Regions from separate parts of the Mus musculus genome. Here all the other regions are linked to region 2. A link is a contact called in public Micro-C and promoter capture Hi-C data. All regions are on one chromosome and are shown on one strand. Each heading gives the region's core, a stretch centred on a gene start, on an enhancer-like site or on the middle of the called end of the contact. The rest is flanking DNA. Distances are from core to core; before and after follow the strand shown.

Evidence for each region. Promoter capture Hi-C pulls out the DNA fragments that hold promoters and counts their contacts. Hi-C and Micro-C count contacts between places; a contact is called where the count stands out from the background.
Region 1: a Micro-C map of embryonic stem cells shows a contact between it and region 2, with 5 times the contacts expected there. The contact joins the promoter of St3gal4 here to the promoter of Kirrel3 in region 2. A contact is called at or near these places in 10 of 39 promoter capture datasets (the 3T3-L1 cell line, the SN4741 cell line, cranial neural crest and 3 more), 3 of 484 Hi-C or Micro-C datasets (all in embryonic stem cells) and 13 of 115 datasets of contacts at active chromatin or transcription factors (SST interneurons, astrocytes, craniofacial prominence and 7 more).
Region 3: a promoter capture Hi-C map of liver shows a contact between it and region 2, with 8 times the contacts expected there. The contact joins the promoter of 4933422A05Rik here to the promoter of Kirrel3 in region 2. A contact is called at or near these places in 3 of 39 promoter capture datasets (liver and pre-B cells), 2 of 484 Hi-C or Micro-C datasets (the G1E-ER4 cell line and muscle stem cells), 1 of 115 datasets of contacts at active chromatin or transcription factors (astrocytes) and 1 of 9 other capture datasets (adipose tissue).
Region 4: a promoter capture Hi-C map of cranial neural crest shows a contact between it and region 2. The contact joins the enhancer-like site here to the promoter of Kirrel3 in region 2. A contact is called at or near these places in 3 of 39 promoter capture datasets (cranial neural crest, frontonasal cranial neural crest and hippocampal neurons), 1 of 15 datasets of contacts at CTCF or cohesin (the NIH/3T3 cell line), 5 of 484 Hi-C or Micro-C datasets (CD4 T cells, ganglionic eminence, neural progenitor cells and 2 more), 4 of 115 datasets of contacts at active chromatin or transcription factors (embryonic basal ganglia, embryonic hindbrain, forebrain and 1 more) and 1 of 9 other capture datasets (embryonic stem cells).
Region 5: a promoter capture Hi-C map of second pharyngeal arch cranial neural crest shows a contact between it and region 2, with 4 times the contacts expected there. The contact joins the enhancer-like site here to the promoter of Kirrel3 in region 2. A contact is called at or near these places in 6 of 39 promoter capture datasets (the 3T3-L1 cell line, frontonasal cranial neural crest, maxillary cranial neural crest and 2 more), 5 of 115 datasets of contacts at active chromatin or transcription factors (SST interneurons, astrocytes, craniofacial prominence and 2 more) and 2 of 9 other capture datasets (adipose tissue and embryonic stem cells).
Region 6: a promoter capture Hi-C map of liver shows a contact between it and region 2, with 6 times the contacts expected there. The contact joins the promoter of Tirap here to the promoter of Kirrel3 in region 2. A contact is called at or near these places in 4 of 39 promoter capture datasets (embryonic stem cells, hippocampal neurons and liver) and 1 of 9 other capture datasets (embryonic stem cells).

Annotation. Positions count from the first base shown.
Region 1 is chr9:35,115,581-35,118,327 of GRCm38.p6, forward strand. St3gal4 (ST3 beta-galactoside alpha-2,3-sialyltransferase 4) reads right to left here and starts at 1,284. Exons shown (of 11, transcript NM_009178.4): 1 at 1,118-1,284. It overlaps 4930581F22Rik (RIKEN cDNA 4930581F22 gene), which reads left to right and starts at 1,148. Exons shown (of 6, transcript NR_029475.1): 1 at 1,148-1,260; 2 at 1,789-2,747. LOC115487216 (a long non-coding RNA gene) reads right to left here. Exons shown (of 3, transcript XR_003948311.1): 3 at 1,620-1,708.
Region 2 is chr9:34,487,317-34,490,112 of GRCm38.p6, forward strand. It overlaps Kirrel3 (kirre like nephrin family adhesion molecule 3), which reads left to right and starts at 1,415. Exons shown (of 17, transcript NM_001190911.1): 1 at 1,415-1,842. The coding sequence starts at 1,788.
Region 3 is chr9:35,279,518-35,282,364 of GRCm38.p6, forward strand. It overlaps 4933422A05Rik (RIKEN cDNA 4933422A05 gene), which reads left to right and starts at 1,588. Exons shown (of 5, transcript NR_040715.1): 1 at 1,588-1,689. It also overlaps the pseudogene Gm5614.
Region 4 is chr9:35,136,772-35,139,650 of GRCm38.p6, forward strand. The region is part of intron 2 of Dcps (decapping enzyme, scavenger); the gene reads right to left. Among named protein-coding and RNA genes, the nearest start is that of Gm24262, 6.4 kb to the right of the region's middle. Within about 2 kb of position 1,595, at least 19 of the 459 cell types and tissues checked have an H3K27ac peak or open chromatin away from gene starts, as enhancers often do.
Region 5 is chr9:33,887,894-33,890,926 of GRCm38.p6, forward strand. No RefSeq gene overlaps it. Among named protein-coding and RNA genes, the nearest start is that of Gm25439, 28 kb to the right of the region's middle. Within about 2 kb of position 1,703, at least 1 of the 459 cell types and tissues checked has an H3K27ac peak or open chromatin away from gene starts, as enhancers often do. A contact at or near this core is called in second pharyngeal arch cranial neural crest, where this site is marked.
Region 6 is chr9:35,198,690-35,201,406 of GRCm38.p6, forward strand. It overlaps Tirap (toll-interleukin 1 receptor (TIR) domain-containing adaptor protein), which reads right to left and starts at 1,276. Exons shown (of 7, transcript NM_054096.2): 1 at 1,168-1,276; 2 at 522-630.

The sequences.
Region 1 (2,747 bases), core at 34-2,533, 630 kb after region 2:
AGGAAGCCGAGCGGTGTCAGTTTTCTCAAAGGATGTTTGCAGACCAACTCCCAACAGAACAAAACATGTCCAGTTATTTCTGAGGCCCTAAGTGACTGGCACCTCCTAGGTAGCACTCTAGGGGTGCCTGGGAAAGTAAGGTTATGGATGGTGTTTCACTAGCAAACTCACAACATTCCCTCTGTACCCCTGATACTTACACATATCAATTCGTTTACAACCCCCTGGGTAGAGAGGCCTGGAGGGGCCAAGTGGGATCTGTAGCACTGACCCTGCCCTGTGGTATTGGTGTGTGCCCCTTGTGAGAGACAACTATCACTGTGGTACTATTCAAACCCAGACTAGCCTTTTAAGCCTGACCGGGGGGAGGGGGGGGGGAGGATCTAGCCTAGAGGACAGAGAACAGAGTAGATCAGACTCATAAACCAGAAAGTCTACCCCTCGGTCTGGGAGGAATGGCAGTGGTACAAGACACGTTGGCATCTCGGGGCTGCCCATAGGTCTCAGCCAGCAAGGGTCTCAGAGAGGCACCTAGAACAGACATAGACAAGGGTTCTGCCCCAGCTCTAGGTTAACTTCTCAGTCTTATCCTAGGCCTTCTCACTGCCCATTACCCAGGCAACTTTGAAGCACAGTTGGCCCAAAGACCCCCCCTAATCCCTGGACACAGCCACCCTGCAATTTGGCAAGCCCACCTTTGGGCTTTGCCTCAGCGACCTTGCAACTCCAGCACACAGGCAGACCCTGCAAAACTTGTCACCTCTAGCAAAGCCAGCCCACACGTCCTGACTTCGGAGGATGCTAGAGGTGATAGTCACCCATTCAGCTAGGACGCAAGAGCGACAGGGTTGGGGGTTAGAAACTTTCCGGAGGATTGTCCTGCTCACTCACTCCTAGAGAGCGAGACAAGTCAGGCTTCCCGCGAAAATCTAGTCCAAGCAAGGGACCCAGCTCCCCAGGGCTGTGGCCACCCTACACCAACCCCGTGCAGCGTGGCGTCCACGTGCGGGGCCCCCCGACCACCTCTCCGAGCCGTGGCGGGAGGCTGCAGCCTCGCAGCCCCGTCACTCCCCGCCCTCCGCCGCGGGGCCCCAGAGCCCGGCTGCCGCGTACTCACCCTCGCGGGTGGAGCGGGGCGGGGCGAGGTAAATCCGCGCGCAGCTCCGATCCGTTAGGCGCCCCGACTGGCGGGGCAGCACTGGCGCAGTGGCTCCGCTCGGCCCGGTCCCTGTCCCGGGAGCGGGGCCGGCCTGGGAGCGGGCAAGTCCGCCTGAAGGGGAGGCGGGGGCCAGGGCTTGGGCGGGGGGCGGGGGGCGGGGAAGGGGCCGGACACGCTTGCGCACACGGTCGGGAAGCCGACAGCCGCGAACGCCGCGCTGGAGGGAGGGCGCACCGAGAGAGGGAGGGCGCGGAGAAAGGAGGGAGCTAAGAAGGGAGGGAGGGCATCGAGGAGGGAGGGCGCGCCGAAGGAGGGAGGACGCAGAGAAAGGAGGGAGTAAGGAGGGAGGGAGGGCGCAGAGGAAGGAGGGCGAGGGTGTGAGGCCGCGGGGAGACTGGGGTTGGCCTGGAGGCCTCCCTGGCCTGGAGAGAGACGGCCGGGGTGCGGGAGGCTGGATCGGGTGAGGGCAAACCCAGGGCAAGCGCTGCCTGTGAATGGCTCCAAGATGAGTATGCCCAACGTTGCCTCTAGCACTGATCCCACGCTCTCCTGGAAACAATAACCAAGAAAGGCTTCTTTGCTGTCCCCGCGCGGTTAAAAAAAAAAAAAGTATCCTTTTCTCTCTACAGAAACTCAAGAACAGGAATAGAAGTCCATCCTTCCAATATCCTCCCATGCCCTCATGGCAGTCAGGTGACCTAAATTGACGAGCCTTTTCTCTGCCCCAGGCCGGCCTATGCGCCCCAAACTGCTCCCTTAGCTCTTCCTCCTTTGCATACCCTCTCTTAGCCTTGGATAACTTCTCAGTTTCCGTTCTTGCTGAAGGCGCCAGGCATCCTGTCTCCAGAGGAAACCCCTTCAAGCCTTTAACCCTGATGCCGTGGGCTCTAGAATTGCCTGGACTGCAAACAGTGCAGAAACCACCCTGCAGGACTGTCCATTTCAGGAGTCAGCACAGTGTTACCCAGTTCCTAGCTTGAGCACCCTGGGGCTACAAGGAAAGTATTAGATCCAGTCCCCCTTCCCCCGGAAGCTTGCTATCTAGTTGCAGAGAAGGGGTGGCGGGTGTTGTGCTGGACTCCCATCAAGAAACAGGCGGCACAGGATGTGACTAAGTGTAAGTAAGATGTGAATAACTGACAGTAAGTGCCCAGGGTTTTAACGGAGTTTAAAGTCATCGTCAGGGGAAGCTGGAGGTCTCATGTGTTGGGACTCTCCAATTCACAACAAAACGAAGAGGTGGCCTCCAGCTTCTTCCATTCCGGCTGTTTCCATCTGAATTATACCTTGCATAGGTGGAAGCTCTTTGGCAGCTCACCAAAACCTAGTTTTATTTGAATGGTACCTTTGGCCTGACAGTCACCTAGTCACTCAACAAATATTTATTACATTTCATGTCCTGGTCTGGAGCTAAGCTGGGAATAGACAATACAATGACTATGTCTCTGTGTTTGGCAAGGGAAAAAGAAGAAGGCAAAAGAAAAACTGCTCGGGGAGAAAGAACAACTGAAATATGTCTGGCAAGTTGATTCAAGAAACAGTTGCCCGGCCTCCAAACCTGGATAAGTCTTCACCAAACTAGGTACAA
Region 2 (2,796 bases), core at 165-2,664:
CAGCTCCTACCAGTACACACTTATGCATACGTCCCTGCTTCTTTGTTGTTCATAAATTCTAAGAAACATTTTTTAACATCCATGTGGAAACTCAGAGTTGGAATGTGCCTTGCAGTCAGCAAAGCCCCATATCTGTAATACTGATGGAAGGGTAAGAGATCCCTAAAAGGACTCCCTAAGGTCCAAAGACTGCAGAAAGTAATGATTGATTTTGTAATTGAATGTTGAATGACGCACATTGAGAAAGCATCTTTCATTTTCCCCATCTCTCCCTTTAGTCCCTCTTCACCCACTCTCTATAACACTGCATATTTTTATGTGTTGCTTTGTAAGATACTTAGAGTTTGTGTCTTGTATGCACTCAACTTCCACTTTGGATCACAAGCTCCTGGAGGCATGGTCAATTTTACTTTCCCCCATGGCATGCCTAAATGTGTATCAAGTAAATAGACCTAGAAAAATTCATGTTGCTATCATGGAGGACATGGAGTTTGATTTGAGTGTGGATTTCATGACAGGTAAAAGACTTGCAGGTTTTTAAGAAATTGTTGCCTATGACCTTGGCCTCTCCTTGGCAATCAAACTCACAGCACCTTTTGGAGAAGAGGCATCCTTATAGTGATGGAGTGCTCATTAGAGGAGAGAGGCTCAAATGCAAAGACAGACTGCTGCCTGTCCTTGTTAGGGGAGACACAGACTGGGATAATAGTAATAAATAGGTATGTGTCACAAACCTGCCTGCGTTCGCTCTTAACTCCTGCATTTTGTTTTCTAGGAGCAGTGCAAGCAAACTAAGATCCAAACACCCAGGGCTTATCAATTCCAACCCCCTCCTCCACTCCTCTACCCCCCCCCACACACACACATACACACAAACCACCACCATCACCCCAGTCACCACATCACACACGCACACAACACACACACACACACACACACACACACACACACACACACACCAAGAAAGTCCCCCAAATGCAAAGCCTGCCCTGCTTGTGCTTATCTCAACTCCCTAGCCTTGGCTACACACACTGGCTAAGTCCCTGCTGGGGAAAGATGCACCCCTGACTACCTTTTAGCCCAGTTGCCAGTCCCTAGTGCAACAGCAAGGCAGGCACATTTTGATGCATGTGCACGAGTCTAATCATCGGTAACTTCACTCCCGTTTAACAACATTACATCGTGTGAACAGAAAGTCACAGCTCCGCTCGGTGCTCACTATACGTTCTGGTCAATAATGGTAACAAAAGCAGAGTATCCCCCTGTTTAGGGAAAAGAAGAAAAGCACAGCCTTTCTGCAACCCTCCCGTTTTGCAAAGCGTTCCCCTTTCCAAGTGTTTCCTCTTTAATTATGACCTGTTTCCCCTCCCTCTTCCCCCCGCCCCAGCTTCTGTGAAAGGAGCCCTTCTGTCACTCGTCACTCGCTTGCTCGCTCGCCCGCTCGCTAGCTCGTTCGCTCGCTGTGGGAGGAGCCCGCCAGAGGAAGCCGTGTGCCTGGGATGCCAAGAACCAGAGAATGGATCTGCTCCGAGTGGGCACATTGCTAAGGATCCCGGCTTCCCGAGGCGACTGAAAACAAGCATTTGGTTTCGGCTGCCTGCAGATACCCGGAGACACAACGAGACCTAAGCGGACCAGAGGAGGGACAGACCGACTGACAGATAGATGGTCGGCGCGAACCCTGGAGGACCGGCGGCGGAGGCTGAGCACCGCGAGCCCAGCCGCCGCGCTTGAAGAGAAACTAACTGCACACCCAAGTTGCCCGCCGGCTGCCCGCGCGCTGAGGAATGAGACCTTTCCAGCTGGATTTGCTCTTCCTCTGCTTCTTCCTCTTCAGTCAAGGTAGGAACCCGGCGCGCCGGAGTTGGAGCAAAGTCGGCGGCGGCGGCGGCGGCGGCAGCGGAGGGCGCGGGTGGCTGAGGGCTGAGGGCTGAGAGCTGGGAGGTGGACAGGCTCGGGAACTCGTACTAGCTGAGGGTCTTGGTGCCGGCCCATTGGCAGTTAAGTAGCATTGCTTCTTTGCATTTGCAAATGCTACAAAATGGAACTGTGGGTTTCCCTTCGGAAGGAAGGGGCTGGGAGAACAGGGGAGGCTGCACTTTCTCGTCTTTCTTGTCCACGTCCAACTCCAACTCTCCGATGCATGTAAGTTCTTTATGCACCCGGTATATTAATTAGGTAACATCCGTGTGGCTAGGCCATTCGGAACTTCTGGGTGCCTGCTCGCCTTTCTAGCCAGGTTGGAAAAGGGGAGCCTGGCGTAGGTGGAGATTTCAGTTTCAGTAAGGTCTAACTTGCCCGGGTGTGTTTAAAGCAAATGTGCGAGGTCTGCACAGTTGCAGAAAGGGATGCGATTAGGGAAGGTTCTGAGGCGGGTATTTACAGTGGCTGGGGAAAAGAACGCTTGTAAAGAGTTACATTGAATGTCACCCATTTCCCTGAGCAAGGCTGAATTCTGAATCCTACCAAGCACTGGATTAGGTGTATGAAATGGAATTTCGCCCCTGGTGCCGATTGCTTCCTTTCTGCAATCCTAGCAGGTGGACTCTCCAGAAAGAACTTTGCTACCTCTGGGATCCTTGCCACTGAGAGTCATGGGGTGGGTCATGGTGGAGGGAGGACTAAGCACGCGCCTACTTAGCTAAAGGCATCAACAGTCACCTGTGGAATTAAGACTGAAAGAGCCAAGTCAACCCATTCCGTCCCACTCTTTTGGAATGGCAGTGCCACCTCTGCCATCTGAGGCAGCATGTGTGCCTGCCAGCACAGCTCTTGGAGGGACAGGACTTTCAGAAA
Region 3 (2,847 bases), core at 338-2,837, 790 kb after region 2:
CAGGGACAAGCTTTGCACAGTGTCAGTATGGTAGCCAATGAGGGTTATCCGAGGCTCGATTGATTCAAATTGAAAGACACAGGGACAAGAATTTGACACCTAGAAAATACCACTAATTGGCTTTGATTCAGAAACCCAAATGGCCAATGGGGTGGGCCATGACCTGGTAGGTGCTTGGAGAACTCTCAGGCACTGCTACCTCCCAGGAGCCAGGCAGCAGCCCAAAGGCCAGCCTGGATGTAGGGCATACCAAGGCTGTGCCTATCTTCTAGAGAGAACTGGACTTCCCTGTTGGAGCTTCTCTTCACAGCAGTGTTTGAGGCAGGGAAAACAACGAAGTCCCTTTTCTGTGTTCTCTTATACCTTAGAAAGGGTTTAAATATTTATCAGATCCTTGCTGGGTTGGCCTGCTTAAGCAGTGGGTCTTGCTGTATAAGGTGACATCTGTAATTGTCACAGATACAGTAAGAGGATCTGTTAGCATGGTTTGAGAAACTGGAGGAACCTGTGCCATGCCTAACATGAACTTCACCGGGTTAGAATGTTGATCAACAGCAGTTACATCATGTAACTAGTGTGTGAAGATGGTGTCCCCCTCTTTTCTTCCCCCTTAAAGTCATACATGCACATAATTTAAAAATGAGAACTTGTGATGGGAAATGCCAAAAAGCTGCCCAAGTACAGCTTTGTTGTTAGCCTTCTATGAGATATGTATCTGTGCCTCTGAGAAGTACTGCAGAGTCTGGAGGGGCAGGTGGCTCACCCGAAGCCCACTCTGAGAGCAGTAACTTGCCTCTTGGGTATGTGGGATTTTTTTCAGCCTGGGAATGTTCTACCTAAGCCCACAAATCCATTTTCAGCCTTCAAACTACATGTGTCTTTACATCTGATAACTGGGTCTCCTGCTCAGGGCTTCAAGAGCTCCTTCTATGCCTTCTCATTTGATTGACATCCAGGCTTTTAGAAGGGTTCTGGGCAGACACCCTGCTGAGCTCCACTTTCACCTGCAGATCCAGGTGAGCTTGGCACCCTCCTCCTGTGTGCTGATGACAGTTGGTCTTTTTCCTTGGTTTCTCTGAGCTCTAGATCCCCATGTGTCTCTGCCATGGGCATGATGCTCTTGAAGCTCCGCTATAGCTCTCTCACATCATGTGTTATGTATGCCAGGAAACATTTGTGAACCCCCGAAAGATCACCAAGGAGCTGAATCCAATGCAGTTGCATTAGCGTCTCCTTATTCAAGCTGGAGCTTGGGCTCCCAGGCATCCCTTGCACAGTAGGAAGGTGGAGCCCTGAGCCTAGTTTTAGGCAAGCATGATAGAAGCAAGAAGGGACTATCTGACTGGGGAGCCATTATAACCTTTAACATAATTGGCTGGTACTGGGAACCAAATCATAAACTTAACTTCTGTTTTCTTCCTGTTTGGTGGTTGCTAAGAAGTGAGGTGTTTGTTAGGGGCAGGCTTTTAATCTGGAGAAACAGATTTGTTGGGGAATAACTTGGAAACTGGTACTAGGCACAGGTCTTGTGGAAGGGGGTGGGGGTGGGGTTGGAATCTGGTAACCTGGAAACTGGTGCTAGGTGCCAGTTGGTTAATAACTCACGTTCAACCTTAGGTTAGGTTTTCTAAGATGGAGTCTGAACCCAAACGATTTGGTCTCTCACATGCAGACTGGAATTGAACCTAGGTCATGTAGAAGGACAGCTAATGCTCTTAACCCTTGGGTATCTTTCCAGCACCCTATTTTTTTTTTTTTTTTTGAGGAACATCCATGTTGATTTGATTTCCACTCTGAATGCACTAATATATATTCTCACCAGCAATGATTATAGATGGTAGTGAGCCACCCTATGGTTTCTGGGAATTGAACTCAGGACCTCTGGAACAACAATCAGTACTCTTAATCACCGAGCCATCTCTTCAGCCCTGCTTTCCCCCTTTTCATCTTTTTTTTTTTTTTTTTTTTGTAGGAACCATCTTTTATTGGGGGAGGGCTCATCAATTCTTCTTGGCCGCCAACTTCCTCATGGCTGCCAGCACGTTGCTCAGCTCCTCCCGCTTTCTCTTGGCGCGGATGTGCGTGCCCACTCTCTTCTTGATGAACTTGAGTGCGCGCTTGTCCTTGGACACTTTGAGCAACTCCATGGCTCGCCGCTTGTAGGGCGCGAAGCCGCACACCTCCCGGATCATGTCCTGCACGAACTTGGTGTGTATGGTGGGGCGCCCACGTCGCCGGCTGTGTCTCGGCTTACTGACATTTTTTGTCACCTTGTGGCCCTTGTTGAGGCCCACGGCCATGGGGTAGCACAGAGCCATGGCTGCTGCTCTCCGATGGCGGCCGGGACAGGAAGCTTCATCCTTTCTTTTATTTTACAATATTTTAAATTTATTCATTTCATACATGAATGTAAGATATTTTGATCATGTTCTCCCAGCATCCCCTTCTTTTATTTACTTCTCACTCCCAACAGTTCTGTCTTTCCACTCTCATATCCTTTTTTCTTACTCTTCTCTCATATATAACATCTCAGCCATAGTTTCCCCTTCCTCTTCTCCTCCCAGTCCCTCCATCCCACCTCCCTTCTCCTTCAGATCCACCACTCCTAGAAAGCATCAGATTGTCTTCCAAGCAGCAAGGATGAGGGTCTCAAAGCCCACCCCTACACTTCCTCCAACAAGGCCATGCCTAATAGTGGCTGCCACTCCCTGGGCCAAGCATCTTCAAACCACCACACCTTGTAATATGAAGGTGTTCCTGTGTGGATGAGTTTATTTTGTCAACTCTTCTTTTTCTCAGCAACTACTAACTAACACAAACCATAGATACTTGTCCTTAAAGCTTTGA
Region 4 (2,879 bases), core at 345-2,844, 650 kb after region 2:
CTCTGGAGCCAGGCTGTCTGGGCTTAAGGCCTACCCGTGCCTGCTTCTCACTCGCTCCGAGTAGGACTGTGGCTCCCAGTTGGGAATTTGGTCTAGTTACTTAACTTCTGTGTTACCATCTACCAAGTGAAGACAGCAACAGTTCTTATGTTATATATGAAGTGAGTCAGTTACCTGAGAAGCTCTTAGAGCAATGTCTGCTGCTTATAGAGCACTTCAGAAGTGCTGATGGGGTAAAGGCACATGATAACTTGAATTTAAACCCACATGGTAGATGGAGAAAACCAACTCTTGCAAGCTGGTCTCTGACCTCTGCACACACTGTGGTAACACAAATAAGCACACAACTCGTTAGATGTTGAATCCAGGTTTCTCGGGTAGCACCATCAATGACTCTGGCTTGGATGGCTCTATGGCGCAGTGTACTGTATCGTGTCTAATTCTGCAGTAGCCTAGCCTCAGCTTGGATGCTAGTGTCCCCTTCCTCTGGAACAATCAAATGTCTGTAGAGATTTCCAAACCATCCTTCGGAATGTTAAAAGTGTTTGAATTGTAAAGACTGTGGGATTTTTAAGCTTGTAAAATATTTTATATTGCAGTGTTATTAATCTGTGACCTTGAGGACAATCAAGAAAGGAGAGGCTATAGCTTAACAGTGGTGCGTGTGTCAAGTTGACAATGAGTCAATTGTGCTAGATAGTTTTCTAGCCTCAATTGAGAGAACACCTCCATAAGATCCAGCATTTTCGTAATTAGTGATTGATGGGGGAGGGTCAAAGTGATGCCACCCCTTGGCTGGTGGTCCTGGGTTCTCAAAGAAAGCAGGCTGAGCAAACCACAGGGCACAAGCCAGCAAGAAGAACCCCGTCGTGGCCTTTGCATCAGCTCCTGACTTCAAGTTCCTGCCCTATTTGAGTTTCTATCCTGACTTCCTCCCATGATCAACACTGCTGTGGAAGTTTAAGACAAATTATCCTTTTCCTCTCCAACTTGTTTTTGGTGATGGGTGTTTCAACAAAGCAATAGCAACCCTAACTAGGGCAGAATGTTTGTTTATTTGTGTGTCTGTCTAATTGATACACTTTCACTTTGTAGCCTAGGGCTGGCCTAGAAATCACTAAATAGATCAGGCTGGATTTGAACTTGTGGAGATCCTGCCTTTGTCTCCCAAGTGCTAGAATATCAGTTTTAATAATCAAGAAATCCTGAGCCCAGTGTGCGGGCTCACACTCTTAGTCTAAGCAGGCAAGATCTCTTGTGAGTTTGAGGCCAGTCTAGTGTACAGAGTGAGTTCCAGGGCAAGCCCAGACTGTTACACAGAGAAACCGTGTCTGGAGGGGTCGGGGAGAAATCCTATAATTTTCCTGAGCAGACTACATTCGAATGCTCTGGTCTAGCACCACCTGGCTATGGTTAGGTCACTACTGTCGATAACATGTGGCACAGCTGGTGCCTGAACAAAGGTTACTGGGGGAGGGAAGGATGGTGACCTGGTGTTGCAAAATCAGCTGGATGTTTCTAAAGAGCCCCACACGCTTTCTCTGTGGGACTCAGGTCCGATCATCCAGGGAATAACATTCCCTGAGACTTACATCAGCACCCAGCTGCGAACCAGCAGCCTGCACTTTCACACTGGCTCTGAGGATGCAGATGGTTCTCCTGTACTTGCGTGAATGAGAGGGAGAGCGGTGGGAATTCAGAGCTCATCCAGTGTGCTGCTGAGGACACAGCAGAGGCAAGACTGGAACAAAGGCCACTTTAGCTTGAAGTGGTCTTTCAAGATGGCAACCCAGTTCTTCTAAAGCTCGGTTGCCATATGCAGGTGACACACCAAGCACACACCCATTCCATCGCCTCTGAGACAGGGTGGCATGGTGGAGAGCCCCGAGTATGGGATCAGAGTAGCCAAATAGTTTACCTTTTCTGCTGGGTGACCCTGATCATATGGCCTCTTAGAGGCTCAGATTGTTCGACTGTTAAAAACGGTGAACACAAAAGCTGCCTCTCAGCTGCTGTTAGCATTGAGTAAAGCATGCCGTCTGGATCACCAGGGGAGTTAAGTCTCATTCTCTGGACCTGACCCTGGAAATAAGGCACAAGATCTTCACAACCTTCTGGAAAGAAACTCTTGCTTTTCACTCTTCACGACTCTCTAATAACCCATGGTCAGACACCAGGCACATGAATCTCAAGAGCCAAGAGACTTTGTAAAAGAGACTGAAGGGCACCCTGGACCTTTCCGGGGCCTTGAGGAAAATGACATAACATCTGTAGTGCAAGGTAGAGGATGAGAATAGAAGTTTGGGCCGAGTAGCCTGGGTACAACCCCGGAGTCTGCATCCACTGGCTGTGTGATCAAGGGCAAGCGGCCAACCCTCTCTGTTGCTCAATTTCTCTCACCTATATAACTGACGGTGATAACGGCACTATGCTGGCAGTGTTGGTATGAGAACTACACCAGCCAGCGGGTGGGAGACATTCAGGAACTTTCTCACACACCGAGAGAGAGAGAGAGAGAGAGAGAGAGAGAGAGAGAGAGAGAGAGAGAGAGAGAGAGAGAGAGAGAGAGAGAGAGATATGGGCCTTGGCAAGGGAACTCTCTCAGAGTTGGGGAGAGATCCTGGAACAAAGAGGAGGTTGACACTGGAAAACAGCCTGATTCAGCTGGCAGAGGACGCACGGCCCAGGGCAGGTAGCCTGGGGCTCCTGGGGTTCCAGAGAGTGAGCCCTAGTCTGCCCAGGCTTGTCAAGGATCTGGCCCAGCCACCCAGGGTGCAGGGAGACAGGAATCTCACCGAGCCAGCCCTCACCTGTCCTCCACCCACCTCAGCATGGAGAAACCCCCCAGGCTTTGGCCTTCCTTCCCCAGAAGCTGCTGG
Region 5 (3,033 bases), core at 453-2,952, 600 kb before region 2:
AGAAACTCATTTCTGGTCATTTATGAGCCCTCCACATTATGTTGGTAGTTTCTGGTGTCAACTCATTCACACTCACATTAATACTTCTTAAACAAGGAAGCTTTGTTACTCTTCATAGCTGAGCCCCAGTCCCCTTAGTAATCTTTTTCTTACCCCTTCATCTTTCTATGGAAGAGACCACATGTTCTAGTTTCAAATGTTTAAATGAGGATAGCACACTGGAAGTGTATAGACCTGGATTCTTAGCATAACACTGTGTGTCTTTGGCCTAGGCACACAATGCTTCTGAACTGCAATGAGAGTCTCAGCAAAGGAGTGGTTGTTGGACTATGGCAGACTGATTCTTTACCGGTGTGTGTGTGGGAGGTGGGGTAGATTTTCCCACTTTGGTGAGAGCGTGTTATAGGTTATAGCCATATCTGGAGATTTTGAGGATGCTGCAAAGGGATTGGGAGGTGCTAGAAGCATCCAGTGGGTAGAGCAGATGGTGCTATTAGCAGTCTTCTAAAAAAAAAAAAAAAAAGTGATTACTTTGCTCAAAATGTTTTAGTGCTGATCTTGGAAAAATAAGACCAAGGTCACTACAAAGGGCATTTACTGTCATGTCTCCTAGCACCACCTATTGTTTTAGCCTTAGTTCTTTTTAAGAGTTTTGTTTATTTATTTATTTATTTGGGGATGGGATGCTTGTGCCACAGATTGTATGTGGAAGCCAGGGGAAAGCTTGCTATGTGTCATTTCTGTCTACCGCTATGTAGGTTTCATAGACCAGACTCAGGTCATCAGACTTCATAGTAAGTGCCTTTACTCACTAGGGAATTTTGACAATACTCGCTTCTCTCCATTTCTCATGCTTTAGCCAATCTGATCTTCTTCCAGGATCCCTTTTTCCCCACACATAGGATGCTTTCCTTTTGCCCATCTTCATTCTACTGCTCAGCTACTAGCTACAAGGTAAGCTTCCGGAAAGAAGATACTCATGCTACCCTCCCACTTAAGATTAAGTATCCATGACCTTTTCATTAAAGCTACTCAATCATGGATCTTTGTTCCAAAATGAGCTAGCTTTTCAATTGGTATCTGTTGGCCCAGGTCTCCTTTTACTATTCATGAGAGCTATCATTTATTAAATTCTCATTGCTTAGATAGCACTGTATTTACTAAGATATATTTTTAAAAATGTTATCACCCAAATCTTTACACAGTTCTGCAAAGACAAATAGTATTCCCATTGGGAAATCGGGAAACTTTTTGAAATGGGACATAGCTTGCACAAGGCAACCTTCCATCTCTTTGATATATAGTTTAGGCTTTGTTCTTAATAGGTGGGCAATCCTGGATTCAAAACAGGTGCATATGACTCCAAATCTATGAGCAGTTTTTACAATGGAGCAGAAAGCCCTTAACCTCTCTTTCTACAATGACATATTAAAGTAAGGCAGTAGTCACAGTGGTTGAGAGAGAATTTCCTAAAGGTTGTGAGGCAGGAAATATCAAGTTCCTTTGCTAATCAATCTAATGGCTGCAGCTTCAGTCAGAGGTTGAGGAGTAAGAAAATGGCATTTGACCCTACTCCTAGAGGGAAGAGTTATAGAGAAGCCTTCCATGATTACAGAAAATTAGTTCCATGGATGCTCAAACAGCCCTCTTGTTAATCACTGAGAACTCACTGTGCCTTAGTCATCTGTTGCTGAATGATTGTTTCCAAATGTAGGTGTCAACACGTGTGTGAAGCATGGCCTTGGAACAGCACAGTAGGGAAGTAGCAGTCATCAGAGGTCTGCCTGGAGTTAGAGTGTTTTCAAGAGGACACCTTCATTCAACTGGCATTTGAGTGTACAGTCCTGGCCAGAGGTCTCAGTTCTTAGCTCTCAGAGGGTTTCTTGAGTGTCTGTGTTAAACATAACCAATTTGCTTCAGAGTGAGGTAGAGGAAAGAAAAGAGATCATGCTCTGCTTCTTATGGCCTCATCTTAGAAGCTTCATATTCATATTTCCATGCTAACAATGAAAGAGAAGACTAGCCCTATGTGCCATGAGAAGAAAAGACTCAAAGACAAAAATTCCAGGAGGTGAAGATTCCTGGGATACAACATTGATCAAGTTATTTAAATATAGTATATGGCAAATTTCAGTAATAGAAATTCCCTAGGCTGTTGGGCTCACAAGTATTTTTGTCAGTTCTCTGGTATATGAATCTTTACTATAGGGCAGTTCAAATAGACAGTGTGCCATGTAGATAAGATGTAGAGAAAGATGCAGAGTTTGCATCCCACAACCATTCTGGAATGCAGGTCCAAAAAGCTGCAGGGCTGAGTAGTAGAGTTGCCTGAAGCTCTCAAGATCAACAGAGGAATCAACAACAGAGACTTCAAACAGAACCCAGGAAATGTGGAACCCTCACAGAAGAAGAAAAAATAGTGTTTGTTATTTTCCTTCAAGACACATGGAAGTTTGCTGTTGTGGAAGCCCCTGACAGGAGGCTTTGAACTAGACCAACACTAGCAGGCAGACTGAAGCTTCCTAAGAGACAGCAAGGGAGAAGATGATAGCCTGACAGTCCAGGCTAGAACAGCAGCCAATTCTAGCATGGAGTTAGTACCTTCACTGAAAAAAAAAAAATGAATAGAACACCACATTCAGTGGAAGACTGAATATATTTTGTGAAGTCTCAGTGATTGCTAGGAAACTAAAGCCAACAGTATATGTAACATCAATGTCAAGTCATTGAGAGGAAAGAGAGAGTGGTGTAACTAAGAACCCAGTCAGCTTTCACACACAGGCTGTAGGCTCAATGTTATGTTCAACAACTTGATTTGTGTCTTTGGGTATTTAAATTCCTTTTGTTGTTAGTTTCTTCACCTTTGGTTTGGTTTGAGGCTTTGTTTCTTTGTGACAGAGAGAGTCGCATGAATCCCAAGGTGATTGAGACTCTCTGTGTATCCAAGGATGAATGTGAACTCATAAACTTCTGACATCTACCCCCACAGTGTGGTCAATATAGACTACATTGAATTTCAGATGTTCCAGGGAT
Region 6 (2,717 bases), core at 26-2,525, 710 kb after region 2:
GATAGGGTTTGATAGCCCAGGCTGGCCCTGAACTTACCTCTTCTCACCTCCACCAGCGTGCTGGGATCACAGGTGTCTGCTGTGATAGCCAGCAAGCACAGTTTTTATTTTTAGCTTAGAAAATGTTCGTTTCTGTGCATGGATGTTTTGCCTGTGTGTGTGTGTGTGTGTCTATATATCACTTTCATGCCATGTGCCTGTAGAGGCCAGAGAGGGCATTGGGTCATCCGGAACCAGAGTTTGTGACAGAGATGTTTGTGAGCCACTATGTGGGTGAGGAGATTCAACTAGGGTCCTCTGAAACAGCAGCCAGTGCTCTTAACCACCGAGCCTCTGCTCTGGCCCCAAACACAACTGTTTTAGAAAGCTACTGCACACTATCAAACTGAGCAAAGGTACAAAAGTCACACAAACTCAAAACAGGCCAAAGCTGAAAACAACCATGTTCAGTAAATCGGATGACCAGTCCACAGTCCACCTTTTCGACATGATGTTATACATCAAGCAGCATATGTACGTACATAGACTTACTGTTCTGGATGCAGGTTACACAAGAAAGCCTGTGAAAAGTGGCTTGGTAGGACTCGGGATCTGTGTTTCGGTATGCTGGTTGATATTGTTTCTTAAAGTCTGAAAACAAAGCAAGGCTTCCTCTGAGTCATTCCTGGGTAGGTCTGTCCGATGGAGAACTCCCTACTTCCTTCTCTAGTTGCGCTTCTCGGGTTTCTGGTTTACCTGCCAGCCAGTGTCTGACCTAAGGACCGAACTGTTCCTACTCCCCTAGTCCCTCTGGTACTTGGCACTGTAGTAATCCCTGGTGGATGCCCGTTAAATGACCGTGATAGCAACGCCCAGTGGGTTCTTAACTTTAAATAAAGTGACACTAATGCAGAACTTTGCCACAAAGTCAAGCCCAGAGGGGCCAGGTTATGACAGGGCAGAGACTTCAGGGAGCTAGGGAGAGCCACTTGATGTGGCCGGACTGCTTGAAGCCCAGCCGGACTAACAGCTCCATGCTGGCATCGGTGCCACAGAAAGGTGGCGGCTTTCGGGGGAGTGCTGGACCCCAGATTGGAAGGGGCGGATCAGGGGAGCGTTGTCCCGGGGAAAGGGCTGACTCGGCAGGGCCCGTCCGCCCACCGCCCCGCGTCCCCGCCGCCCGCTCACCTACGCGGCTCCACGCTGCGGGTTGCAGACTCGTCCGGGAAGTGCCCGCGCCCCGGCTCCCGGAAGCTCCTCGGCCACGGCCCTCCCGCCCGCACTAGCCACTCTCCTGCCCACACCCGCCGGCCGGACCCTAGGGGGCGCTCGCCAGTCCGCGTCGCTCAAGATTCCCAGCTGCCTGGTTACGACCCGAGGCTGAACCCAGACACCCGAGCTCCCTGAGGCTGCCGTGAAGCCCTGAGCCGCGGTTTGTCTTGTGTGAGGGCAAAGGGACGAGGAGAAAACTCCAGAAAGGGAGGTGCAGACCTTACCTTCTTTCGCACGGTTGGGGAAAATGAGACTTTCATCCCCTTAAGTAAGGTAGGTTAAGTGGACAAAGAAGCCGGCTAGCCCCTGGGAGGTCCGTTCTTTTACTGGGATATGGGTCCCATTAAGGTTGCTGCCCACAGGCTGGAATCAGTCTGGCCAAAAGTGCTGGCCTTCAGGGCAGGGATTTCCTAATGGCATTTCAACTGCATTTCCAAGGGTACCAAAATAACTGCAAAAAAAGGGTGGCTGGGCAAAGTGTTGGTAAGCCCTGATGAAATATTTAAGTCCTCTGCCTCCACTTCTTAGAGTTCCTGCTGTGAGCTTTGTGAAACGCCAAGGGAATATTGTTATTAAAACACCAACCTAAAACCAACTCACATGAAATACTGCAGGTGGCAGGAGTAGAATGGGCTGGTGTAAGGCCTTATTAGCCCACTCTTGATTTCTTTTTCTCTCCAGCCAAGCCAACCTGTAACTTGTTCAGAGGGAGGCAGTTGATGCCGTGGCGCTGTTCATGAATGATCTTTCTAGGTTTACTCATCAAAATTACATTCTCTGGATGCTGGTGTTGTGAGAGATGAATATTCATAAGAATTCCTGGAAAGCAATTGTGTCTGCAAAGGCTGACTTACTGATTAGAACTGCAGTGAGTTGGAGAGATAGGAATATTGCCTGTCCGGAGGCTCAGCTAGCTCTAAACCCCACGGATCGGCCAGCCATACCTTGAGCAGATCCCTAGCTGCCCAACCCGAAAGCTATCATCAGATAACACCTGAGTCCTACAGCAAAGGTCTCCCCAGCCCCAGTCTTGCTGTACTGCCTCTGCGATGTGCCCGACAATGTATTTTAAACTTGGCTTGATTTATGACTTTGTTCTGTAACAATTTAAAACGTTGTGAAGCTCCTTCCACACTGAAACATGCAGTTTAGGATAACCTAAATCTATATTCCTGGGACGTGGTCACTCAGGTATGGCTCAAGAATAAACCATTTCTTTTTTTTTTTTTTTTTTTTTTTAGCATATCTAAACCCTTTTTTTTTTAAAAGATTTTATTTATTTATTTATTTATTTATTTATTTATGTAAGCACACTGTCGCTGTCTTCAGACACTCCAGAAGAGGGAGTCAGATTTCGTTACGGATGGTTGTGAGCCACCATGTGGTTGCTGGGATTTGAACTCTGGACCTTCAGAAGAGCAGTCGGGTGCTCTTACCCACTGAGCCATCTCACCAGCCCCGAATAA